5 separate regions of the Mus musculus genome follow, and all the other regions are linked to region 1. A link is a contact called in public HiChIP or PLAC-seq and promoter capture Hi-C data. All regions are on one chromosome and are shown on one strand. The core of a region is the stretch at or near the end of the contact, and the rest is flanking DNA. Distances in the headings are between cores, read along the strand shown.

Region 1 (5,174 bases), core at 849-3,348:
ACCCAGTGAGACATTTCCTCAGTCCTGGAAAACAACTACAAATAAACTCAGTTCATTAGAAATAAAGTAAACAGTAAAGAAAAACTGAGTATCTGTATGTATCAATTATGTATGTATTATGCCTAACAGTTGAACCCTTTAGTTCAACTGTTGGTGCTGGTGGGGGTACAAAATGGATCTTCAAGCTGTTTCTTTTCTCTCTTTTTTGGGGGGGTGGGTGTTGTTGTTTTGTTTTTTTCCTTTGAGACAGTGTTTCTGTGTAGTCCTACCTATTCCAGAACTTGCTCTGTACACTAGGCTGGCCTCAGATTCAGAGATTCCCTAGCCTCTACCTCCTGAGTGCTGGGACTAAAGGCGGATGGGCCACTAGGGCCACTCTGTCTGTTTCTCACAAAGTTTAACCTACATCTCCAGGCTGATCCAGGCGTTCTCCTTGTAAAAGAGAAATGAACGCATTATATCTATAAGTCTCATCATTTATCTGTGACAGTCTTAAGACAGGGACTAATCCAAAGATCTATGAACAGGTGAGCAGGTAAGAAAACTATATATACTGCATTCCACACGATAGAACATTAGCAACAAGGTAAAAATTTTGATGCACATAAAGATGAACTTCAAAATAATGATCCTAAATACAGGACCCAGAAAGAAATCTATAAAGACATATATACAAATATTCACGTTTAAAACCTGTAGGAAACGAAGACCAATTTGTAGCATCAGAAACCCAGATCAGTGGATATCTGGGTACAGGCAGCAGAGGCAGCATATTTAAATGCTCAGTGGGCAAAAAAGTTCAAGGTAGTAAGTTTTAGAAAAGGGTTAAGTGGGTACTAGAGAGATGGCTCAGAGGTTAAGAGCACTTGCTGCTCTTATAGAAGACCCAGGTTCAAATCCCAGCACTCACATGGTGGCTAAACAACCATCAACTCCAGTTCCAACAGCTTTGACACCAGATACACAACTACACACCTGCAGGCAATACACACACAATTAATAAATCTTTTTTAAAGATAAGAAAAACATTTTTATAAATGTTTAACATAGTTAATATTGTGAGAAATTAATGAAACACAGTTGTTGGACCAGTCTTCAACCGTCCCAGTAGCGACAGACACTACTATTATCTCTTTCATGTAAGACCACCTAAGTGAGAAAAATGGACTTGTGCCTAAGCTGCCTCAGTCAGCGCTTAAACTCTGACCCAACTTCTTTCTCTGCGACTTTCTATACTGGAGCAATAGAGAAAAGTAAAAGACATTGTGTGGCCTGCTGCAAGGGGGACGGGGGAGGAGGGGGGCGGGGAGGTGGGGACAGAGAGAGTCAGAGACACACAGTCACAAACACACACACATACAAGGAACGCCCCCCCCCCCCCCCGGGGGGACGGGTCTAGGTGTAGCCCTGGCTGTCCTTGAACTCACTCTATAGACCAGGCCGACCTCGAACTCAGAGATCTATCCGCCTCTGCCTTCGGAGTGCTGGGATTAAAGCCTGGCTATAAAAGAACACCTCTTAACTAAACCGTTCCAGTTCTTGAAAACAGTTTTAGTTAGACACACATTTCTGAAATCGACCTGGACATTAGAACGGATCAGTGTATTCGGAAAGTTCTGGGTTGACAAGGACGGCGACAGACAGGGAGAGCGCGCCAGACACTGCGACACCAAGAACCGCAAACTCTGCGGACAACCCGGATCTGAAGACCAAGGCAAGGCACTGGCGCAAGGCCTTTCCCGATGCTCCCCAGAACCTCTGGCAGGACCGGGTCCAAACTTCGTCGCCCAAGGCAACCGCCAAGTCCTGGGACCCGGGACAGGGACCAGGGCACCCGAGGCCCGGCCCCCAAGTACGGCGGCCGCCACCCGCCCGGGACGCGCATCCATCGACCGGTATCCTCTCCTCGCTCTCACCTCTCCAGTTCTTGTACTCGGCGACGTAGTAGTATTTGTTCCCCAGATGGTCCGTGCCCACGTGCTCCCTCACCTCCCTGGACAAGGCGCTCCAAACAGAGCGCCACACACCGGACCACCAGCTCATGCCTGCGCCGAACTCAAGGTCTGAGGCTTCAACCCGCCACCGGAGGACACGCCCACGCTAAGCTCCGCCCACTGCCCGGCGTTTTCCGAGCCCCCCAGTAACGCCGCTCTCCGTTGGTCAGGCCACATCGCTGATTGGCCAATGAGAGCCCGTGTTGTTGCATCCCCCAGTTCCCCGGTCTGTCATGGCAGCGCCCAGGCCTCCAGCCGGTGTGTGGACCCGAGATGTTGAGCTTTTTGTCCGCTCGACAGTCGGGTTTGGAGGACCCTCTTCGCTTGCGTAGAGCGCAGTCCACACGGAGGTGAGTCACGCGCGTGTCTTTTCCTCTTCCGGTGCCAAGGGAGAGTCTGGAGCAGGGAGATCGGGTCGCAGGACCGACTGGGCTGAAGATGAAGTCGGCAGGAGCCGGAGGAGGAAGACCCACGTGTGCGTGTAGGGGAGAGTGTGAAGGAAAAACCCAGGTCACAGTAATTGTAGCTTGCTGTGTACATGAAGGATGTAGTTGGAAGTAACCAGGGAGCCGAGTTAGATAACTGTCACTCCAGGAGAGACCTGATGGCAGGCTCTCCAATGGCAGGACTGTGAACATCCTCACGGCCAGCTCACCCCACGGCCTTCCACTGGACCCTCACTGCCAACATGACTGCTTCTTATTTCTTTGGTGCGCTTTGGTTCTGTTGACCAATGCCTTTATTTTTGTAGAATTTCATGTGGGTTTATCTCTGAGGCACAGACGAACCTGCATGCTTTGACTGTGTTTGTAAACCGAGTAACAGGTGTACAGAAATCAATCGTACGGATTTCGAAAAGAAGGCATGTAAATAAGTCCCCAACCACGTGCTATTTATATAGTGGCTTGTAGATGAAATAGCTTTGGAGCTTTGAGCTTTATGGTGTTTCTTAGTAACTGAAATTTGAACAATGTTGACGGGGTCTAGTATTTAGTTAAATTACACTGAAATTATATATATATATTCACGCTTCAGTGAAGATTATTGTTTTGTTAAAGTAATGAGGTTATTCTTTAATTCTCATTTATTTTTGTAACTGAACTGGAAAGTCCTAATTTATTCAGAGAAGATGTCCTTCCCTGTCATCTGCTAGTGACAAAAGCATAGTAAACATTACATTTGGCGCTCTCAGGCAACATCTTTTAAAGGATGTTTACAACCTGGAGCTGTAATTCACATAAACTGGATATTGAACACGCTGAACATTGGTGACACAAGCCTGTGACCCCAGGTTCCTAGAAGCAGATGGAGGAAGATTTCTGGCCCAGCCTGGGCTACCGAAGCAAGTTCCAGGTCAAACTGAGCTGCATAATGACATATGCCACTCCACCGCACCCCTACAGAAAGAAAAATGAAATTTTCATGGTTGCGTAAAACATGCTGAGTGCTGACATGTTTTTAAGACCATCACCGTATCAAGAAGTTTAACACTTGCGCCCTAAAGCTTTGCTGCGCTTTGGTACCGCTAACCCTCCTCCGCTTCACTTCATTTTAACTGTGGCATTGATAATAGTTTGTATTTCTACAGTCTTAGACATCTAAGAGAATCTTTAAATTGTGCAATTCAAACTTTTATCCACTAGGTGTCATCAGCCAAGTTTATTGGAATTTTTAACTTTCCCTGAAAGCTTGTTTATCCATAGATAACTTTTTAAGGACTTAAAAGCTTTAAATCAGCAGTTTTCGACCTGTGTGTCTCTACCCTTTCACAGGGGTTACGTATATCCTACATATCAGATATTTATATTATGAATCATAACAGAAACACAGTTTCAGTTATGAAGCAGCAGCAAAAATAATTTTATGGTTGGGGTCACTACAATCCGAGGAACTGTGTTAATGGATCACAGCACTAGGGAGGCTTAAATGAAATTTAAAGTAGTGTTTCAGTTTAAAACTTGTTTAGAGGCCTACATTAATAAGTCTGAATATCTTTAGATGTAGTAAGAAGCTAAAGCCTTGCAGAATTTGTGGTAATCTTGGGGAAATAAGGAATTGATACTAAATGTTTTTCTTATCGTTGCTTTATCTTTTTTCCTTTTTCCTTTTTGAAGGGTCCTGGGGCTGGAGTTAAACAAAGACAGGGATGTGGAAAGAATCCATGGCAGTGGGGTTAACACCCTCGACATTGAGCCCGTTGAAGGAAGATAGTAAGTTACGGCTTCACGTTTCCTTCTAAGTGAGGTGCAGAAAAATCTTGCCTTTTCAGACTGATTACAAGAAAGCTCTTACAAATACTTTTTTTTTAAGTTGTAAATTGTAGCGTTTGTTGGAAAAGCATCTATTCATTTGAAATCGAAAATCAAATACGCAAAATGTTATCAGATCGATATTCCAAATGTGGCATTAATATGTTCATGTTAAATCAATAAGCCAGGGATTTATGTTGATGCCGAAGGCTTTTAAGTGTGGGATGCATTTAAGTGGTCTTCTAACCTCTAATTGTTACTTTCAGGGACGAATGGGAAGTGACATGTAAAAAGTAGAAGTGTGCTTGGCACTGGGCGTGAAGCAGACGATCACTGAGTTTCTCATTTACCAGCAGTGACCTTGTGCAGTTTACCTAACCTTTCAGATTTCAGTTTGTCTCAGCTGTTCTATAGGAATGATCCTGCTTAAGAATTGGAGAAACTGTAGTGAAAGCATGTTTGTTCCACCCTACTGCCGACCCTATAGCTGAATGTGTTCCCCGTCACGGCACACCACGCATCGGCACACCACGATATTCATTCGGGAAGGTTTTGGGGTGGAGGGTGCAGCTCTGTGGCAACAGTATGATCTGCATGCACAAGATCTGGGTTCAGTCTAGAGCAGAATTGGAGGAGAACTCAAGGCTGTTAAGGAGTGTAGGCTCAGAGTCCTTCCTGTGAGCTGAGGGTGTGGTTCACAGATAAACCCTCACCTAGCAGGTCCAAGACCCTGGATTCAAGCCCCAGGACTACAAAGAAATAAAACAAAATCAAGCCTTATGTTGTTTATAATTAGATTATGTATTACAATAACATATGGGAAGTAGCTTCTCCTGTTTTGATCTAGTTACCAGTTGCCCTGGCTTTTGATTCCTGGTAAACTGTTGTCATTTACATTAAAATTAGCCATGTGGGTTTGGCAGACTTGCAC
Region 2 (5,174 bases), core at 1,979-4,478, 1.4 Mb after region 1:
GGAGGAGGAAGGCCAAAGGCCCTCTTAAACCTAAGGGCATTAAAGTACATTAAATGGTCATGCATATTTCAATGTAGGCAGGCATTAGGCCCTACCCTCACATGATACAACTGGGGACGCTGCCCCAGTATACGTTAACATTATTGATTATTCATCAATAATCCATTTCTTTATGCCCTGGTGCTTTCAGCTTTCAGCTTCCCTTAGCTTTGTAGGCACCGTAGCAAGTTCAGTTGAACAAGGAATCTGTGCAATCCCTCTGTATTATTGAGGTTCATTGCCTCAACGTTATGTACATTTTCTCACATTTGCCTGTGTGAAATTTCTCATATGCCTTTGTATGCATGTGCATGCAGAGGCCAGAGGTCAACCTCATCTATCTCTCTTCATGAGTCATCTATTTTGTTTTCTGAGACAGCACTTCTTACCAGGACATGTCCAGCCAGCTCTGGGGATCTGCCTATCTTGCTTCCCCAACACTGAGATTGCAAAGAAGTGCAGCAAACCTAGGTCTTTATGTTAGAGCTAGGGAGCAAACGCAGGTCCTCAGGCTCATGCTACCAGATTTAGCAACTGAGATGTCTCCCAGACCCAGTCACCTGTCTTTAAACTATAAAGAAATAGACTTGAATATCAATTAGTAATGCTTGGAGTAGTGTGAGGAAATTGATGTGTGTCCACAGGACTCAGAAAATGTGAACTGCCATAACCCATTCAGAAGAAAATACATATGATTTTCATATAGTATCTCATTTTCTGAAATAAAAGCACACTTATCAGAAAATAAATTGAAAACTATTTTCTTATCAATAGACACCATGCTTATAAGTATCTAAAAAAGACTAGTTGAAGAAATATTAACACAGCCATGTTATATGCTCTCATGTAAAAAGCGCTTACTAGATTGCCATGCTTTGACTAGAAAATCGTCCATTAGGTACACAAATGTGTATAGATTATGTGTGACAAGATCCAAATTCCCAACAACAAATTACCCCAAAGGAGCACGCACGCACAAGCACAAACATAGACATGCACACAAACACATGCACACATATGTGTACATGTATACATACATGTATACATATATAAGTATGTGCACATGTAATGCACATAGATATATGAGTGTGTTTGTGTGTTATATGTCTGTATGTTTGTATGTATATGTTACATATGTTTACATATATTTGGGAACTTTAAGAAAAATAAATATATTAGCAAACACTGAGAAAAATACAATTAATGTGAAAAAAGAGAAGATATTTGTTTATATATCTCTGTGTAATGTGATATGTCTAAATGAGTATGGCCGGGAATGGTAGCAACTATTTATAGTCCCTGCAACTTAGAAGGGTGAGACAGGTAGGATAACCAAAGCCTATAAATTCATGGCTAGCCTAGGAGCAAAGACAGGTAAAACATGTTTAAAAAAAATCCCACATCATCATTTTATAGCTCAGAATATATAAAATAAAACAATTGAATAAAATCATCTACATTTTTAAACTCTGAAGTTAAATTGTCTAGTGTCTGACTTTAGTCGCCTCATTAAAAGTAACTTTTGATATATTTGATCACTGGTTCCAAGACATTTTTGTTGTTGATCTTGAGACAAAAATCTCACTATATTGCCTTGGTTGACCTGGACCAAGCTAGCCTGGAACTCATAGACATCTGCCTGCCTCTGTGAATTCTTAAAGAAATTGTTTGTGTAGGATAGACAAGACAGATCAGATGTTTCGATGGCTAAAGGTGAATGAATGAAACCTGAGTTCAATTCCCAGGCTTTAACTGAGAAAAGAGAGAACTGATTCTCAATGGTTGGTTGTTCTCTTCCATTTGCATGCCATAGCAGCACATATATCCTTGTATAAACACATACACAGACACCACACACATACATAAACACACATATATCACACACACAACACAAACATAAACACAATACACACATACACCCACACATATCATTCAAACATACATGCACACCACACAAACATACATACACACACCCCACACACACCTTACAAACATTCACACACACATGCCATACACACATATGTGTATACACACATCATATATACAACATGCACACATTAATAACAAAGCTTCTTAAAGGATTTCATATTTGTATGTATTCAAATCCCAAGTAAGAATTATTGAGACACTGTCTTCGATGTAGCTCAAGCTAGCATCAGGTTCACAATCCCTCTACCTCAACCTTCTGAGGGGTATTTCAAGTGCTCCCCATCACTCTCTGCAGGAAATCGTTTTTCAACTGTTGAAGTTGCCCAATACGCTACATTCTTGATGTCTTGGCTTGCACACAAGGGCTTACAGGATTTCACTGGAGATGATGAATCTTGAAAGCTGTGAGCTTGTTAAGCCTGTAACTTCATCATAAGACTGAGGTCGTGAGCAGAATTATTTGCAATCTTTCCTAATTTCTCCAACTTGTCTTTTATTTCTTTAAATTAGCAAAGGCGTTGCTATTAGATTTTTCAATAGTTCTTCACCCAAAGAGCGGGGAGAATTTACATATCTGAGTGTTGCTAGTGAAGGGAGAAATCGGTAATTGGTTCATGTTATCACACATGGACTTCAGCTAATAATTTTTCTGTCCCTAAGAGGCTGAGTTCACTGCCATTGTGAATAGTAAGTTATGAAGGAAAACCCACAAGTTTTGATCCTAATGATTAAAAAGTTACCCATTATCATTTCCATGCGCCCATACCATTTTCTAAGTCTTTATAGTCAGTTTAGGACGATGGATCTGTAATTGATTATGCTCTGCCTATCACATGTGTGCGTGAAGTATATGTTAACAACTAGCTATTTAGCCACTAGTACATTAGGTTGCCATTCTCTTAGACCTAAATAAAAATGGATTAAAACCTGCCGTCTCCTCAGAGGGTAGTTCCGAGTGGAAACAGGCTTCTGCCGAGCCACAGAATCTCTCCTACATCTGCTCAGCCAATAATTGGCTGGAGCACAACTCTGATTAGAAGCAAGCAACAAGCTTCCGTATCCATGAACAGAAAACAAGGTACAGCATGTAGCCTCCGGGAGACACCCGTTTACTCTCGAAGAAAAAGCAGCACCCAGCGACCAGAGCAGCAGCATATGGCTGAAAGCCATTATCTGACATGCTCTTTCCAGCTTTCCCAGGAATGCTGAGCTGGCCACTAAGATTTGCTTTTACTTCCTGATTTGGGATACAATGAGTCTGCCAACCAGCTGTGAGCACCTAGGTCTGGGGAAGGTGGCTAGATTCCGAAGCGCTTATGTTCACGGATCACCTTATGCCATCAACAAGCCAATTGATATTAAGCCACAGAGGAGACGGTAATTGCTTCCCTTCTCTCGGTTGTTGTCAGTAAAAGTGTGTTTGCTACCCTTTGGTAACGGCTTTGGAGATCTGCTGTACTGGGAGGGTCCAGGAGCGAGGTTAGTTGTTAAATTCAGCATACTGAGAAAGCTGGGGGAAAAATTAACCTGAAAGGAAAGCTGACAAATATTCTTAGTTTAGTTGTTTAGTTTGGCAAAAACCTAATCCAGTTTCAAGGTCTGAGGATTTTCGGAATTGGGGAGCTTGCTAAATGCCAGTGTTACCGTGAGAATCATCCAAGATGATCATTGGAAAGGGGATTTAGCAAAATAAAGGATTTGTTTATTAGCAACTCTTATTATGAGATACCCAATAGCTTCGTCTCTGTACTTAATGCCTGCACCCTGTAATAAGCATGTGAGAGTACCACAGGAAGCACACATGTTCATGTGCACACTCCAGAAGAGAGCAATAGATTGATTGTTTTTTTTTCCCTTATCTTGAAGTTGTGATTTCTAGATCTGAGTTCCAGAATTCTGCTAACTCATACTTCCCTCCCGTCGTCCAATGCCTTCCATCCCAGCCACACAAGCAAACCTATGCTCTGTGGTTTCGAAGCTGAGGTCAGTATTTTTAGAGCAAGGGTCTGTGTGCTAGGGGGATCCTTTCTGCTCTTGCAGTTGGAACGCTGTGGCAGAAGAGAGGTGCCTGTGGGTAACACGTCTGGGATTCGTCCCTCTGTGTTCAATAAAATTATCGTTTTAGTTGGTATTTAGCAATGAGCTAGATGGTTTGATAAAAATGTTCCCTTCTCCCTGTGAATAGCAGTGCTCCTAGTTTTACAAATTCTCACAATAATAATAATTTTTAGAAAGGACTTTGGAAACTTTGGAAGGCATTACATTTTGTTTCGACTGTCATTGCCATCTTCCCTTTTTGCCTTTCTTTTTCTGATCTTCTACACACATAGAAGTACATGCAAGACTCACCAAACATACACTTGCCCGGATTTGACCAGTGTAAATGTTATAAATGTGAAGGATCATTTAGATTGTAACTTTTCTTGGTGGAAATTAGGTTTTTTGTTTGTTGGTTGGTTGGTTTTCTGTTTTGGTTTGTTTTATACTTCAGAAAGGATTACCTTCTGCCCAGAATATCAAGTGTTTCCCACACAGTTCTGCCATTATGTAAATTTCCAGTGAGCCAACACCTATGATCTCTTATCTAAGCTTCGTTGCACTAATTGTGCCTCACGACCCCAGCAAGGCACTGGCAGTTGTCTCACAGCTGTGATGTAGGGGTGAAAACTCAAATCCTCACAAGGGCCAAAGCCAAGGGTACATTTATTCCCCTGCTCCATCCTGCCCCTGGTTTTGGTTTTTTGCTTAAAAGCTATCACCTTTTCATGTAAGTCAATTTATATTTTATATAAGTTGATATATATATATATATATATATATATATATATATATATATATCCTAACCCTAACCCTGATATATATATATATATATATATATATATATATATATATAGAGAGAGAGAGAGAGAGAGAGAGAGAGAGAGAGAGAAAGACTCGAAAAACTCAGGCTATTCCCAATTAATTTTATTTATTTTTAAATTTAAAGAATAAAGCCAACGTGTATTTGTCCACCAACAAAGATACAATTTAGAATTATAACACACAGTTTAAAGAAATAACAAAAACAAAAATAATCAACAGCAACATGAAACGCCTTGATTTATCTTCCCTGAGTCTCAAAATGAAACTTTGAGAAACCCTATTTGTCTGATTAGTTTTGTAAGTAGTTTTAAATGCATGTGATAGTAATCAATATTCAGGCATAG
Region 3 (5,174 bases), core at 1,196-3,695, 1.3 Mb after region 1:
TTAAAAGGCACACTGAAATAGCAAAAGAGAAGGATAGCATCTGTCTCAATAGCTAGACACATTGTTAAGTAGACATCATGGCCATTAAAACCAGCATAATTATAAGCACTATGATGTAATAGAATATATTACACAGAAGGTTTTGTTTTTTATTTGGACCAGTGTAGCAGTTTGACACATAAAAATCAGAATGTGGATGGTTTTATAACAACTTGAGTATTCATTTGGAAGAGCTGAAGGAATTAGTTGTAAGATAATTATGTTCAAAGTGGTGATTGGGTAAGATGACCAACTATAAAATACATACAGAAATTTATTATCTTGTTGGCTAAATATTAATATCCAGTTAGAAATATAACAGAAGTAAACTGCCTCCCAGACAACATCCAATTCTAGATATCAGAACACATTGTCCCTATAATAATTTCTGTGAAAATCATTTTTCTAAAGGAGAAAAAAGTAAATCTTAAAAGACAAATAGTCCCTGCAAGTTAATCTATAAAAACTAATTATAGAAAATAAAATAATGTGTACATTAGCATCTTATTGTTCATTTTGACAAATTTTTTAAAAAATATCTAAGGAAATAAATATGTAAGAAAGTCAAAATAAAATTGAAAATCTAACAAGTTTTACATAGAGCTGTAAAAGTCATCACCTGAGAATATATTTTACAAAAAAGATCAAATTTAGAATAGTGGTATTGGTGAGGAATTAGGATATTGCAGAGAAGAACCATGTTTTATGTATGTGCATGCATATCACAAAATGTATCCCAGGAGCCAGGTGTGGTGGTACACACCTTTAATCCCAGCACTTGGGAGGCAGAGGCAGGTGGATTTCTGAGTTTGAGGCCAGCCTGGTCTACAAGGTGAGCTCCAGGACAGCCAGGGCTACACAGAGAAACCCTGTCTCAAAAAACCAAAAAAAAATTTTTTTTTAAAATGCATCCCAGGAAAACAACCAAGGCTGTATGAGAATATTTAACTACATCATTGTACTTTCGTGGAGGGGTTGGGGTGTGAGGAAAATGAGCCCAATATTCAGAAGAGAGACTTAGTTTAACATACATGCATATGATAGGTAAGTATAATATTTATTATGGGAGATAGTTATGTAATGTTAAGTGAAAATTCATAAAATGTGAGCCCAATATTTAAAGAAGAAAGAGAAGTTAATGTCAGTCATGATGGTCGACACCTGTAATTCCAGAACTCGGAAGGCTGAGGAAGGAAGCCTGTTTCACGTCTACCCGGCCTTGTTACAGCAGACACACACAAACATGCAAGCATGCATATGTGCACACACACACACACACACACACACACACACACACACTCACACACACACACAGAGAACATATGGGAACATGATTTCATAATAAAATATCAATATCTGTGCCTCAGAAATATTGTAGTTAATTTCTATACTCCTACTAAGATAACTTCTAGAAAGTTTCTTCATATGAAAAATGAAGAAATAATAGTAGATTGTTTCTAAAAGACTTTTAACAAAATGCTTCATAATTCCCTGAGTAGTGATTATTAATAACCTTTGGAGAATTTTAGAAATCTAACTTTGCCATTGTTAATAATAGAATAAAAGTAGGCTCAGCCCAAACTACACTCATATTTACTTACAATTTAAGCCATGGTACCTGTGTGTTTGTGTGTGTGAGAGTGTGTTGTGTGTGTTTTTTGTGTATGTATATGTACGTGTGTGCATTGTGTGTGTATGTGTGTGTGTGTGTGTGTTGCTTCGTGTGCCACAAATATCTCTTTTGATGTGGGGTGGGATACAGTCGGTGAAGGCTGAGGTAGAATTCGGTGGCCTCCCCCTTGGATCTCTCATGCTCATCACAGGATCATATTAATGTGGGATAAGTACGCTTCATACTGGCTGTTTGGAACCCTACTGAAAATTCTTGGTTATGGTAAGGCTCTGTAATCACAACTCACACTGAGAAGCTGTAAGAGCTGTGGTGATTTGAAATAAATCCCATCGCTAAGTAGAACTTTGTCTGTGCTTGAAGAATTTGTAGAAAGTGCCTCGGCTACCATAATCTGAAGAATGTCACCCAACTCTTACTTCTGGCTGACAGTTCACATGCCTGCAGAATTGTAAGATGTTGTATTTCAAATGGGTTCCAGTACCTTGTTGTGATCATGAAATGAAACACACACACACACACACACACACACACACACACACACAGAGAGTTTTAATTTGCTATGTATTACTCCACATTCACAGTGGTTGCTTGGAGGCCATACACAATGGTGCAGAGTGGCTTTTCAAAAATGATCCGCCTTGTTCTTGCTTCACCTGCCAGACGTCATGAACTTCTAAGAGGGAGCATATTTTATTTGCCTCACACCACCGGAGGACTTGGCCGGTGGCCGCTGTTTGTTCAATGCTAGTGTTGACAGGTGCTTTTGCCTGGGGAGCTCCTGGGGTTTTGCAGAGTTAGTCAGCAGTTCCCACAGCAGCCTTCATGCCTGAGAGTGCAACGCGGATTCACAGGAGCTCCAGCTTCCCTTACTCTCATTTCTGTTTACCCAGTGAAACAAAACAAACATGCCAGGCTCCCTCAAAGGGCTGGCAGCAAGAAGTGCTAGTTCTATGTCATTGGGAATTTACTTCTTGTGTAAATAGATAAATTCCTGTGAGGGAAATTTGCCACACACCCAACTGAGACAAGACTACCTTCGGCTGAGGATCTGAGTCATCTCCTGTCCTCAGTTCTCTCCTACTATGTCTTGTCCTTAATGAAACAGAACCCAACCACTCTTCACCCCTTTTCTGCATCACTATTCTCAATTACTTGGATTGGTTTCCTAAATAATTAGACAATGCGCAACTTCATCGGTTATGTAATCGTCAATAATCTACTACAGAACACATAGTTTTAAATGGAGACTGTTGGTCCATTGTATTCAACTACAAATTTCTGGTACGTAGCGGGCAAGCCTGAAACACAATTACAATGCAGCAGTCTGTTGGATGAATGAATGAATGAATGAAATTGCTCAGTGATGCCAGAAGACTCCATTCAAGTCCCTTATCAAGTTCGAGGGCAGCCAAATGTAAATAAGCAAGACCAACTTGCAATGTAAAGAGATTGCTATTATGTTCCTTGGTGTTAGAAAGATCTATGAGATGAAGAACACTGGTCAGAGGTTTTGCTTTTATTAGTTGCAAGGGCAGAAACCAAGTTTAAACTGACTTCAAAATAAAAGAAGAAAAAAAAAAAGAAGCCAAGCAGATGATGTAACTTAGAAGTTTAAAGTTCATTCTTATGGTTGAAAACATGCTCCAAACCTTCTCCTGAGGTGCTTAGAACAGCCCTTCATCCCTCTTTCTCTCTCCTCCTTCTGCCTCTTGGACCTCTTCAGAAGTCCCCTTGCAGAAACACAGAGAGCGAAGCACACCTGTGCTGGTCTCTGGATGAGCATCTGTTCCCCATTGCTAAGAAATACTAACAAAGTCTCCTAAAATCAAAGCCGGTTCATTTCAGCTGCTCATCATTTACTTTCAGTTCCACTCCACACACTAGCTAAAGCTAAGAAGGAGTGGGGAAGTATATTGACATGTGCATCCCATGAGAGGGAAAACATCAGGACTAACTAACTCCCTGGTAGAGTTATCATAAAATCACAGTATGGCTGGATGGGTGTGAAGACACACTTCGCACCCAAATGATGTCTAGTTGTGCTGTGGTGTGTGAGAAAGGCATGCTTGGCCTTAGCTTTTACACCAGCCTCCTTTAACTATTTGCTCACTTTAACTTACTAAACCCAATACTTACTCAGTAATTTGATATACCCGGGTGCATACCAAGTATAAAACTGTGCTCAGGAATTACCCCCATTGAATAGCTCATTCGGTGTTAAAGAAAAGAAGAAGGAAAAAAGATCAGTGGGTGACCAAATCTAAATGAGAAGTTTCGTTAAGTCACAATATTCTACCATATTGCCATCTTTTCTTTCCTTCTGGTCCTTTCAGACTTTGAAATCACTTTGAAATTGTTCCAGAGATGAGAAGGGAGATTTGGACTGAAAGAGACTTCTCTAGGAAATCCTGTCCTCTTGTCACCCAGCTAGACTGCATTTGGCATTCATATCCTGCCCATGTGTCTCACTTGGGCTGGTTTTGGGGGTAAGAGAGAGAAAAGAAACACACTATTAATGTGCTTATAGTATTTCAACTTACCGAAAAGCCGTGGTAAGCTTGCAAAGAGTAAATAGAACATAGCTCAAGTCTAGCTGGAACGTTTATGGGATGTCAAAGGCACTTGGACTTTGTAGCTCTTTTCCTCCCATTAAAAATAAGATGACTGCATTGCTATAGTGATATACAGTTAACATAATCTACACTAGATTACATTCACTTCAAACACTTTTTTAAGCCCTTGAAAGTGTCATGGGCCCTTGGTGAAACATCATTGGTGCTTTTAAAATGCTTTCTTTTTTATTTAAAATCTTAAAAAAACATTTTTTTCTTTAATTTCGGTTATTTCATACATATATAAAATAGAATGTGATTATAGTTACCCCTCATCTCTCCCACCCAGATCTCCCATTTTCCCTCCAACATTCCTTTCCAAACATCATCTTTTTTACTTCTTTGTTTTTGATGAACCCACTCAGGACAGTAAGTGGCATCCATATGTGCATGGGTGAGAGATCATGCAGTGGAAACCTACCAGTGGCCACACCTTCCTTAAGGCTGATTCTCCCTCTCCAGTCTCAATTTGAGGGCCTGGAGATCACCTACCTCATGGTGGGTGTGCTACTTTGTTTTTCCAGACAGACTTGATTAAAATCTGACCACTCTGAGTGGATATTTGGTCCATCCAGTCACTCTCTTCCCCCTGTCTACGGTTGATCCTTCTGGTTTGAGTGTGTTTTTGCTACTCACATTAGTTGCTACAGATAAGCACTCCAAGCACTCTACTGCTGCAGCAAAGCTTCGCCCTAAACCCCTCAGGCTTCTGCCTGCAGGTTCACCACAGAGCATCTCCTTTTCTCCATGAGTTCTCATCCTTGAATGACTAACGTCACGAGCCACGGCGACGCCACAGTTGCCTTTACACTGTAAATTTGTACAATATGGAAAAGCTAGAAATACTTAGGCAGAGAGCACTTAGAATTTACTTAATTCATCAAAAATGT
Region 4 (5,174 bases), core at 1,534-4,033, 1.3 Mb before region 1:
CTTAGCATACTGCATACTAATCGTGGGTCTTCTTCTGGGTTTGAGTTCTAGCAAGACTAGGAACCACATCTAGTTTTTCAATACTGTAATCTTAGTGCCTAGGCAGCACCAAAGCATAAAATTAAAGCTTCGGCTCAAGTCAGAGCTAAAACACACCGTAAGTCATGAGGATTCTGAAAAATTAGTTAAACTCTCTCCCATTTTTCCTTATGTGTAATTTAATATAGATATTACAACCTTACAAGACTTTAGAGATAAACATGATTTGTGGCATATTTAACATGATGTTAGTACCCAGAAAGTTGGCTACTTATCTTGGTACAGTATCAAAGAAAATATATGCAGAACGAATACACTTTATTCAAATTATTTATAAACACTTGAACAATCCTAACATAATTCTATGAGAAGGATTAAATTTTATGGCCACATGGCACTACGGAGTTTTTTATAGTCAATATTTAGTTGAGTCATAAAGCAGAATGTTCAAAGAGAATGACTTGTGCCCCATTTTCAGGAACAATTTGTTTATCAAGTCCAATCTGCTGCAAGCCAGAACTTTCCAGAGAATCCGGGGAGGTGTTACAAACCGAGGCAGTTACATTGTACCTTGCTGACTGATAAAAGCTGTAATACTCGAGTCTATTTTCCACTGAGTCTTCTAGAGCCTTTAGTTTTTGTTTAAACTGAATAACTTTGTAGATCAAAATAATGATTAAAACACAAGCTAAGATGAAAAAAGCTAGCAAAAAGTCAAAGGCCTCATTCAACTTCTCAACTTCTTGTGTACAAATGAGAGATGCTTTTCCTGACACAGAAGAGGCATCAATTGGTAGAGCAGTGTTTTTTTCCGAGGTCAAGGTAACAGAAGTGAGCTGTGTCTGCGCAGACACAACTGCGGTCGTCTCCAGTGCATTAGCAAGTGTACTCTCTTGAAAAGGTCTACTGGCCGGGGAAGCTCGGGCCGGTTCCCAGACGCGACTGCTCTCCGCCACAGGGCTTTCCAACGGGTTCCCACTTGTGCTTACTTTATGCCAGGCCATCATTAGTGCAGTGGTCGTGTGATGAATAGAAGAGATTTTACAGCCCAAGTTCTGGATATATTGGTCCAAGGTAAAGGCAATTTGTAATGTTAGTCCATTTAATATAACATAATGTTCTGCCACACATAGATATGGGATTCTGATAACAGATGTTTACAGCAAGGGCTGACGAGGCTAGCCACTCTTGAAGACCCAAAAGTTTGTATTCTCAAAATTGGAATTTGCCTGAAGAGGAGTCAATGAAGACAATGGCTTAGGGACCCTTGGATGTAATTCTGTAAGATTATTAAATGACAGATTAAGGATCTTCAAGATGCTCCCAGAGGTTCAAATGTATTATTATCTATGTTAAGATGCTTGTTTCTAATTTACAATAAATTGCTTAACAAGCTAAATGTATCAGGTTTACAATTTCTAAAATAACTCTCAGTTAAAGTCAAATGTTTAAGGTTGTTAATTTTACTAAACCCAATCCTAGTGACATTTATGATCTTTACACGCTTCAGGAGGGAATAATTTACATTAATAGCTCACTGATAAATGCAAAAGGCTGTCATGATTCAAAAAGGTAACTTAAAGACAGTCTCAAGATTTGTAACAACATTTAATGTTACTTTTGTTAAGATATTACTTTCTAGATACAAAAAATGAAGAGAGATAAGACATTGAAAGTCTGAGATCTATGTCCTTAAATTTTTATTGTTCAATAAAAAGAATCTGGGAACAGAACAAGTATACCAACTATGTCTAGGACAGTGGTGAGTTCTCGGTAAGTGTAGACTTTTACACACCACCAATCAATGTCCTTAGAACAAAAGACACCCAGTTAGACCACAAATATAAACTATGAACATCTCATCACCCCTTAGGCGCTAAGCAATTTATACAACTGTTTAAAGATAGAAAATACAAATGGCTTAACTGAACAAAGCCTTTAAGATATTCATACGTGATAGTTACCCAAATAGAATTCTGGAAAAGAATTAAATAATCCAATTTCACTAACATGAAACATTATTCCCAAATCCAGAAAAACTGGACCTTTAGGAAAATTCTAAGGAATGTGAAAGGACTGGGGTAGTCTGTCTTCCATTTAGAGTTGGTAAGAATACAAATAACAATAATGATATTAAAAACAAACAAACGAACAAAAAAAAGAGCAGGTAGCAACCAGAAATAAACACAGGCAAGGAAGAGAAAATAAAAATCCACATGTAACCCAACCTAACTTCTTTTTCCACATCAGAACTGACTCCAAAGACAAAATTTTAAATTGTCAGAAAGGTCTTAAAACAAAAGTATCAAAATACTGAAACTTCAATAGTCCATTTAAAGTAGGATAAGCCAAAACCGCGTGTTAACACATATTATGGGTGACAGTATGAACTGCTAACACAGCTATGAAATCAATTCTTTAGCAAAGATAATTCAAACTCAACAAACTAAAATATGTTTGCTAAGATAAACTTTTAGAACCGACTCTGACACACATAACAAATGACGTGAGGATAACGATTTTTGGATACATGCCCCATAACCTATATGAAGCCTAACATCAAATAATAACTTAGGAAAATACGAACAGAAAAAGCAGGCTGTACTTTTCCACCAGGTTCTTTCGGCTAAACAACTGTACTTAAATAATCTTACCAAGGATACGGGACTCGTATCATCACGTGGCTTTAAGGCTTTGTTTTAACTCTGCAGAGCTCCGTTCTTTAACTCAGTTCCTCTGGGCACTGCTGACCGCCAGCACTCCACCGTTTTTTGAATTTTAAAGCCATGGCTATGCAGGAAACGCCACTCTTCACACTGGTTCCTCTACAGCCAATGTGTAAAACAGGGGTTGCCATGGATACAGGAAACTGAGAGACAGGAAGCAAGTTTATCTGTGCTTCAAAAGTATTGTTGAAAGGAAGTCTCAGGAAAGTATTTTTTTTTTCAGAACGCACTCAGTTTTCCTAATATATACACCTAAGTAATTCCTATAACTTGAAAGAGGATTTTAAAGCCAAATGTCTGAAAACTTGAGGTATTCAAAAATCTAAATAAGAAGTCTCTAGTTATCAACAACACATATTGTCTCTGTGTTTGTGTGTGCGTGCATGCCTGCACGCGTGCGTGAAGGTCAGAATTGACACCAGTGTCCCCCTCTGTTACCCTATAACTTGCTTGTTAAGCTAGGTTCTCACAATCTGAGCTCACAGACAGTTTCTCAGACAGTTGCTACTCCCCAGAGTTAGGACCACAGCTGGATTTTGAAGGTAGGTGTTGAGGATCGGAAGCCAAGTACATTACTGACAGACATTCCCCTGCTCAATATCACAGTCACTAAATCAAAAGCACACTGAAATAGGAGTATATAAAATAAAGTGATCTTTATAAAAACATTTGAGACAGAGTCTCATTATGTAATCATGGCCAGCCTGGAACCCTCTATACATAAAAGCCAGGTTTGCCTTGAACTCATAAGAGACCTGCCTGACTCTGCCTCCTGAGTCTGTAATTAAAGGCATGTACTACCACACCAAGAATTTTTAAGCGCATTGTCCTATTTATTTTCAAATACTTACTGAAGACTTATTGATTTTTAAAAGAACATAAAGTTAGTAAATAATTTAGGATGAACAAAATATTAACACAATATTCTAATATTTTGAATTTTTAAAAATATTTTTTGTTTAGAAAATACTGATTACTATCAATTAATTGAGGAAATTAAGGCCATGCCCTGGGTTGGAAAGTAACATAAACTCCCTTACCAAATTATTAACAGAGTTTATCCCTGGATAAAAAGTTAGGGAGAAGAGACTGGGGAGATGACTGGGTAGGTAAGATGCTTACTATGCAAGCATCAACACTTGAGCTCAGACCACCAGCACCCATGTCAAAAAAGCTGATGTGGTTCCATATACTCAGACCCCAGCATTGGGACGGCAGAGACAGGAGGGGATCCCGAGGTCTGCTGGACAGCATCCTACCTAAATCAGCAAGAGACTCTATCTTGAAAAAAAAGATGAACTCTGGTTTTCAAACACATGTGCAAATGTACACCACACACACACACCAATGTGTTTACATATGACACATGAGGGGGGGGAGGGAGGGAGGGGGGAGGGAGGGAATGAGTTGCGGAAGAGTAAAAGTAGATGTTCCTGAATTACTTTTTACTCTATATGAATGTCTGAATTAATTTGAATACTTTGGCATGAAAAGTAATCTGAATATAACGTAATTTTTTATTTAAATAAAGATTTAGGAGCCAGGCAGCCCGCTCAGAAGGTAAAGCTCTTGGCATACAAGCCTGGTGACCTGAGTTGGACCCCAGCACCATATAAGGAAGCCAGATCCAGTGGCACGCACCTCATGCATCTCATCCTCCTATTCTGAGTCAGAGGTGAGAGCAAGAGAGCTGTCTACAAGCTTTCAAGCCAGGCAGCTTAGAGTATACAGCGTGGCAGAAAAAAAGAGAGACCCTGTCTCCACAAGGTGAAAGGACACAACCAACTCTCAAGTTGTCCTGTGCCCTCGATATATGTGCCACACATATACATACATACATACATACATACACACACACACATACATATATATTTATCTCACGCATGCGTCCACATACAAGTAAATAAATAAAAGTCTTCTAGCTGAATAATTATACATAGTTTAGCCATTGATTTCTGACTTTTATCAATTTATTTTTAGTATTATCAGTAACATACAAAGTGGGAGAGAATACTATGCACACAATTTTCAATTAAATCATACAAGTCAAACAGGAAAGAGTTAAAGGGCAAGTCTATTAAATTCAAAATAAAGGGAAGACACACAAGACAAGATCAGAACGACGTGAGGACTCCTTCTCCTCCGTAGCCTGTCTACTTTACCTGTTTCTATATATTGCCTTAACTACTAATTTCAGGGGGAGGGTGTCACTTGGGAAGTCTACAAAATTCTCTTTCAGTAACTATAAAGAACCTTTATGAATTACATAAAACTATTGCATTCTACCAAAAGAATTTTGTTCTTCATGTTTAATTTTTCCAAATAGCAACATACCCCTTCTAACAATAAAAATATAACCACTAAGTGAAGACTTTAGAGAAAACAACTCCCTGTGTCTGTACAAACTGA
Region 5 (5,174 bases), core at 1,742-4,241, 1.1 Mb after region 1:
CTCTTATAGTGAGTATAGTATTTTCAGACAAGTTCCCTAGAGCTAATTTTTAAGAGATTCCATGTAAAAGGTAGGTTGCTGAGTGCTCTTGTTGGAAGAGCGCTCTCTGACCCCAACATTATTATGCAGAACATCACCATTTTGTCCAAATGCTACTCAGTAAACGATTTGCTTTTCCTAAGGCAGTGATTTTTAAGTGCGGTTTCACCACGCAGTGGGGTTTTCCTAGTAGATCCAAGAGAGTAGCAGAGAATTCTCAAAACAGAATTAAGTTTTTATTTCTAGAAAGTAGCACATAATGCATCGTTTGGAGAATTCGAAGGAGTAGGGGTGACTCGCAGGTGCACCTAAGGACAGCAATTGGTCTTTGAAGATACCCTCAGTCCTGCAGCTACCCAAGAACCAAACCACCCCCCAACCCACGGTGCTCCAGGGCAGTGGAGATTGGCCAACAACCTTCCCCAGGCTTGGTCCATGTCTAACCACAAGGCTTGGTGAGGTTCCAATAGGCAATTTCTCTTCTAGTTTAGCTAAATTGTGATACTCAACAGTGAGCCCTGTCCTTATGCATGGCCACGAAGGGCCATTTAGAAGAAGACCACAGTTCAAATAATTTACTTTTCTTAACAGCCTTATTTGGGGTCACTGAAAGCAAGAACCAGGATCTAGGTGTGCCTCAATGTAGTGATTTTGCCAACAGAGCCCATGATTGCTGGTAATAGGTCTTCATTTGGTCACTCAGCTCAAACTATCTACTTAGAACTAGCCCTAGTATTTTGTCTAGTCCTTTTTCTGTAAAAAGTGTTGCCCTTGCTATCTGTCCTTAGAATTAAACTCCCTGAGGGCAAGGGCAGTGTCAAGCTATCCTTCATTCATATGCACACAGTGTGTGCACAGGTTTAGGGCCAGCTAGTAGGTTATGGACCATAATGGATTTTATAATAACTTTAGGACCTCATACTTTTGTGTCTTTAGGGTTTTCTTCATCACACATGCACATGGTTTTCAGCATATTTTTCTGTATCTGATGAGATGGTTTTCTGAGTATTCTGGTGTAATTTTCTAAGCATTGTTTTTTTTTTTAATTTAAATTAAAGTAAATTTCTTGAGGGCAAGCACTGTACAGCTATACAGCCATTTTATATAACTCTAGATGTAGATTTTTTTTGCTTCCCATCTTACTTTATATAAATAACTATATATGTATATAGTTATACACACACACACACATATATATACATATATATGCATGTGTGTATGTATACTTTCAAAATAATTATTATAGTCACCTGCAGCACATGTAAGTAGAATTAATATGCATAGATGTTTGATTTTTATTTCACTGAGAAATGTTGTCATTTAATGTTGCAGATTGTGAAAACCTTTTATATCCATAGCAGTGTTTCTAGGGGTGAATTAAGTAAAACAAAACAAAACAAAACTTAATTCTTCAAATTTCAATCTTTGGATGAAGTATTCAAATTAAACCATGGAATGTGTGTCCTAGTGAATTGTTACAGGCAAGATGGGTGGAGGTGAATTGTTACAGGAGAGATTGGTGGAGTAGCTGATCTTAGGTTTTGCTGAACAGAACTTCAGAGCATCTTTTCCGTATCTATAACATTTGAAAGTCAAAGACTTTACTTTTAAGGGGCAACAAGGCTGGGGAGAAGTATGGACACTTACAGTTAACAGAGACTATAGAACTGTTTCATACCGCCTCACAGCCCCCCATTCCCAAACATTGTATCTAATTATTTAACCCTCCATTTGGGGGGAGGGGGCTGGAGGTATTTTGTAGCTCCTCAAAGAGGTATTGTTTTTTCAAGTGTAAAATAATCTGAGATCCCCCAAAAGTCACCAGGGTGCTAGAGATAGCCCTGTGCCAGACTCCTGCTCTTTCCCACCATTCCAGGAGCCACACAACACAGAGAGTTAATCAGGTTTTATTGCTTGCTTCCTTGTATTAACATTTTCTTCATTTTAATTTACTCCCTTCCGGTAAGAAAATACTTTCTTTTCTTTATTTTAAATCTTCTCTAAATAAGTTTATTGAAGCTATATTTTCCACAAATTGAAATATTCTTTTAAAAGAAATTATGAAAGGCTTGATTTATTTTACCCTCTCGTGGCTGAATATCAATTAAACATAACATAATGTAACAATTGAAACCTTACTTCTTTCTTTTTTTTTTTTTTTTAACTATTTCTGTGAAAATAACCAGTTCCTTGCAGGAGGAGGCAAGTTTAACTACAAAGAGATTACAAACAAGTTTGTGGGTCTGAATAGTGTTGCTTGGTGCTTTGAAAGAACCATAATTAACAAGGTTGTAAAAGCCAACAGTCTCTGTTCACGTCCTTCCTGTGTAACGTTTTGAAACCTTTGGTTTGTCTCTGGAGGGGGGAGTATTCGCTTATGATTTGTCTCATAGGATACATCAGACTGAATTTAGAAGCAGGGAACCATTCCTTCTTGTCTAGCTACTGGATATTTATTCTTCCCTTATTAAAGGGGGAAAAAAAAGAATTAAGAAAGAAAAGGAAGGAAGGAAGGAAGGAAGGAAGAAGGAAGGAAGGAAGGAAGGAAGGAAGGAAGGAAGGAAGGAAGGAAAGAAAAGGAAAGGAAAGGAAAGGAAAGGAAAGAAAAGAAAAGAAAAGAAAAGAAAAGAAAAGAAAAGAAAAGAAAAGAAAAAAAAAGAAAAAACTAAAGCACTAGTAATTTTCTTTTATGAATGTAGACCATAGGGAGATAAATAGCCCCTGCCTGCCTGAGAGGAAGGTCAAGTTCCAAGTTTTTCTTTCCTTTACATTCAGGAATAAGCAAATGGAAAGGCAGGCCAAACAGAGGAGTAGCAGGCGTCTGATGGTTAAGCCCTCCCCCCAGGACTTTTTATGTACATAAGCAGGAGTCACTGGAGCAGCTGCGCCGCATTAGTTCCGATAGTTTAACAGGCTGCTCTGCAGGCTGACAAAAGCCGAGCTAGCGCGGTGGCTTCCCTCCATGTTCCCGAGCCTCCCGAGCTCTGCTCGTCAAGTGATCTTTGGCTGGGGCTGGGGGAGGAGGGTGACGTTGAACAGGCTTCGGCGGGGGAGTGTGCTCGCCTGGTCTACACCCAGCAGCCTGCACCGAGAGACTGAGGCAGGGGCGGAATGAACTAACAGCAGCTGGATCCGACCTGTTTCCCTGGACATTCCTCAGACTCCGGATCAAGGGACTCACTGGAAACAGGCCAGGCAACCACGTTGCCCTGGATTGTGGCCAACTGTACAAAGTTGACCAGGAAAATGGCTCAGCAGACGACAAGCCCGGACACCCTTACAGTCCCTGAAGTGGATAATCCGCATGTTCCAAACCCATGGCTCAATGAGGATCTTGTGAAATCCCTGCGGGAAAACCTGTTGCAGCACGAAAAGTCAAAGACAGCGAGGAAATCCGTTTCTCCCAAGCTCTCCCCGGTGATTTCTCCCAGGAATTCCCCCAGGCTCCTGCGCAGGATGCTTCTGAGTAGCAACATCCCCAAACAGCGCCGCTTCACAGTGGCACATACATGGTAAGGTCTGCACCGACCCCTGAAATGTTAGCCATACCGTATGGTTCAGTGATTTTTGCTCCTCCTGCAGCCTTGGGGGTGGGGAGGAAGATCTCTATTCCACTCCTGTGATTTATCGGAAGTAATCTACCTCCATAGTATGTCCCACCGATGCCCAAGTCAGGGCAGGAATCCTAGAGATAGGTAATAGGAGTGGTTGAGGTGGGTGGTTCTAAGAGCTCAGTCTCTATTGCAAGTTCCTACAAGAAAATTGGATTCCAGATGTCCAAAAGGAATGTAGGTTTGCTCCCATACCTAAGTAGTGGCGTTTCTTTGATTTCTTATGCTAATATCCCTACCAGGTTCTCCTAATTGGACCAGAACAGAGGGGAGGCTCCTCACACTTAGCGTCTCCTGAGTGATACTCCGTGCAAACAGAGATGCTCACAGTAGTGTGTACAGATGAGCCCCTCCCCCCCGCCCCCCAAACTGCCTCCAGCTTTATTGTGTTGATAATTTTCATCGTGCCTTTTCAGGGAAGAGGAAAGGGATTAGGAAGCCCGCAGGAAGTGATGGGCAACCCCTTGTTACTCTGATCTTGTTTTTCTTGAATTTGAATGCTTTGAATGTTTTGCACTTATATTTCCTTCATGAATATTTTATCATCTTTATAATGGGTGAGGTTATTTTATGCACTTGCTTCCATGTTTTGTTTGTTTTGTTTTGTTTTGTTTTTTCTGGAGGACTTTCAATATTTTCTTGCTCTTGAAAATATCAAATATTGAACTGAAGCCATGGGGCACCTTCCTCGGAGTTTCTGCCTAAGAATAGGCAGTTTAAGTCTTGTGTCTGCAGGTTCCTCTTCTGAGGTCTGTGGTACAGGGCTAGTTAACTTTAGCCACTCCAAGGCATTATACACGTACTATGTCTACATTTGGATAAAAATGAATGTAAAGTATGACATATTTTACATAACAAAAAGAGAGGAAGTGTGTGAGATGGGGAACTAACTCTATAATTTCTACAGAGTTTTCTTAACTTAGCCAGTGGGTCTGAGTTGAAAAAAATAAAAACAAAGCAAAACAGAAAGATGATGCAAGGAAGGACGCAGTCACAAGGGGAGCCCGATCTGAGTGACAAGCTTGTATTCAGTGACAGCACAGATAAAAGGCATGTCACACTCAAAGACACAGCCAACCCCAGAGTGTTCATTTTCAATAGCTAAACGGCTGACTAAGTAGGAGAACCTGTTGTCTTCTAGATTTTTAACTAGATGGCAAAGATTCAGTTCCATGGCACCTAGTAGTCATACAAGGGATAAGGCAAATGTTGGATTTTTCAGTGTTAATTTTTTATTTATTTATTTATTTATTTATTTTGGATCTGGAAAATGATGAGTGTTCCTCTGAGGAAGATGTCGTTGGATAATTTGTCAACAGTAAGCAGTGGATGAGAGAGAGGCAGGACAAACAGTGTATGATGCTGGGAAGGAAGGGGTTGGCTCAAGACCATGCACTAAGGACCAGGCAGGAAAGCCAGTTAAAGGTCTCATAGAAACAGAACCAGCCTTTGGGCAGCCTCTGTGCGCTTTAGAATTATATTCCCTAAGATTGTCTGCATTGCTGACAGGGTAGGCTTCACTCA

The links. Promoter capture Hi-C pulls out the DNA fragments that hold promoters and counts their contacts. HiChIP or PLAC-seq counts read pairs in DNA pulled down with a chosen protein or histone mark.
Region 2: a contact with region 1 is called in a promoter capture Hi-C map of hippocampal neurons, with 4 times the contacts expected there. The contact joins the enhancer-like site here to the promoter of Ndufaf2 in region 1. A contact is called at or near these places in 4 of 39 promoter capture datasets (the 3T3-L1 cell line, hippocampal neurons and liver) and 1 of 115 datasets of contacts at active chromatin or transcription factors (embryonic stem cells).
Region 3: a contact with region 1 is called in a promoter capture Hi-C map of liver, with 2.9 times the contacts expected there. The contact joins the enhancer-like site here to the promoter of Ndufaf2 in region 1. A contact is called at or near these places in 3 of 39 promoter capture datasets (HPC-7-derived erythroid cells and liver) and 2 of 115 datasets of contacts at active chromatin or transcription factors (astrocytes and embryonic limb bud).
Region 4: a contact with region 1 is called in a promoter capture Hi-C map of pre-B cells, with 3 times the contacts expected there. The contact joins the promoter of Ipo11-lrrc70 here to the promoter of Ndufaf2 in region 1. A contact is called at or near these places in 4 of 39 promoter capture datasets (hippocampal neurons, liver and pre-B cells) and 1 of 9 other capture datasets (liver).
Region 5: a contact with region 1 is called in an H3K4me3 HiChIP or PLAC-seq map of stem cell-derived neural progenitor cells, with 3 times the contacts expected there. The contact joins the enhancer-like site here to the promoter of Ndufaf2 in region 1. A contact is called at or near these places in 2 of 484 Hi-C or Micro-C datasets (bone marrow-derived macrophages and embryonic stem cells), 2 of 115 datasets of contacts at active chromatin or transcription factors (astrocytes and stem cell-derived neural progenitor cells) and 1 of 9 other capture datasets (embryonic stem cells).

Annotation. Positions count from the first base shown.
Region 1 is chr13:108,156,527-108,161,700 of GRCm38.p6, forward strand. Ndufaf2 (NADH:ubiquinone oxidoreductase complex assembly factor 2) reads right to left here and starts at 2,099. Exons shown (of 4, transcript NM_001127346.1): 1 at 1,917-2,099. The coding sequence starts at 2,043. It overlaps Ercc8 (excision repaiross-complementing rodent repair deficiency, complementation group 8), which reads left to right and starts at 2,212. Exons shown (of 12, transcript NM_028042.4): 1 at 2,212-2,344; 2 at 4,109-4,204. The coding sequence starts at 2,268.
Region 2 is chr13:109,578,368-109,583,541 of GRCm38.p6, forward strand. All of the region lies in intron 3 of Pde4d (phosphodiesterase 4D, cAMP specific), which reads left to right. Among named protein-coding and RNA genes, the nearest start is that of Gm32703, 140 kb to the left of the region's middle. Within about 2 kb of position 3,229, at least 14 of the 459 cell types and tissues checked have an H3K27ac peak or open chromatin away from gene starts, as enhancers often do. A contact at or near this core is called in hippocampal neurons and liver, where this site is marked.
Region 3 is chr13:109,479,181-109,484,354 of GRCm38.p6, forward strand. The region is part of intron 3 of Pde4d (phosphodiesterase 4D, cAMP specific); the gene reads left to right. Among named protein-coding and RNA genes, the nearest start is that of Gm32703, 41 kb to the left of the region's middle. Within about 2 kb of position 2,446, at least 48 of the 459 cell types and tissues checked have an H3K27ac peak or open chromatin away from gene starts, as enhancers often do. A contact at or near this core is called in liver, where this site is marked.
Region 4 is chr13:106,833,519-106,838,692 of GRCm38.p6, forward strand. Ipo11-lrrc70 (Ipo11-lrrc70 readthrough) reads right to left here and starts at 2,784. Exons shown (of 4, transcript NR_165805.1): 1 at 2,694-2,784. The region is part of intron 27 of Ipo11 (importin 11); the gene reads right to left. It overlaps Lrrc70 (leucine rich repeat containing 70), which reads right to left and starts at 2,784. Exons shown (of 2, transcript NM_001378597.1): 1 at 2,694-2,784; 2 at 201-1,318. The coding sequence starts at 1,046. The coding sequence ends at 471.
Region 5 is chr13:109,257,395-109,262,568 of GRCm38.p6, forward strand. The region is part of intron 3 of Pde4d (phosphodiesterase 4D, cAMP specific); the gene reads left to right. Among named protein-coding and RNA genes, the nearest start is that of Mir582, 65 kb to the right of the region's middle. Within about 2 kb of position 2,992, at least 274 of the 459 cell types and tissues checked have an H3K27ac peak or open chromatin away from gene starts, as enhancers often do. A contact at or near this core is called in astrocytes, bone marrow-derived macrophages, embryonic stem cells and 1 more, where this site is marked.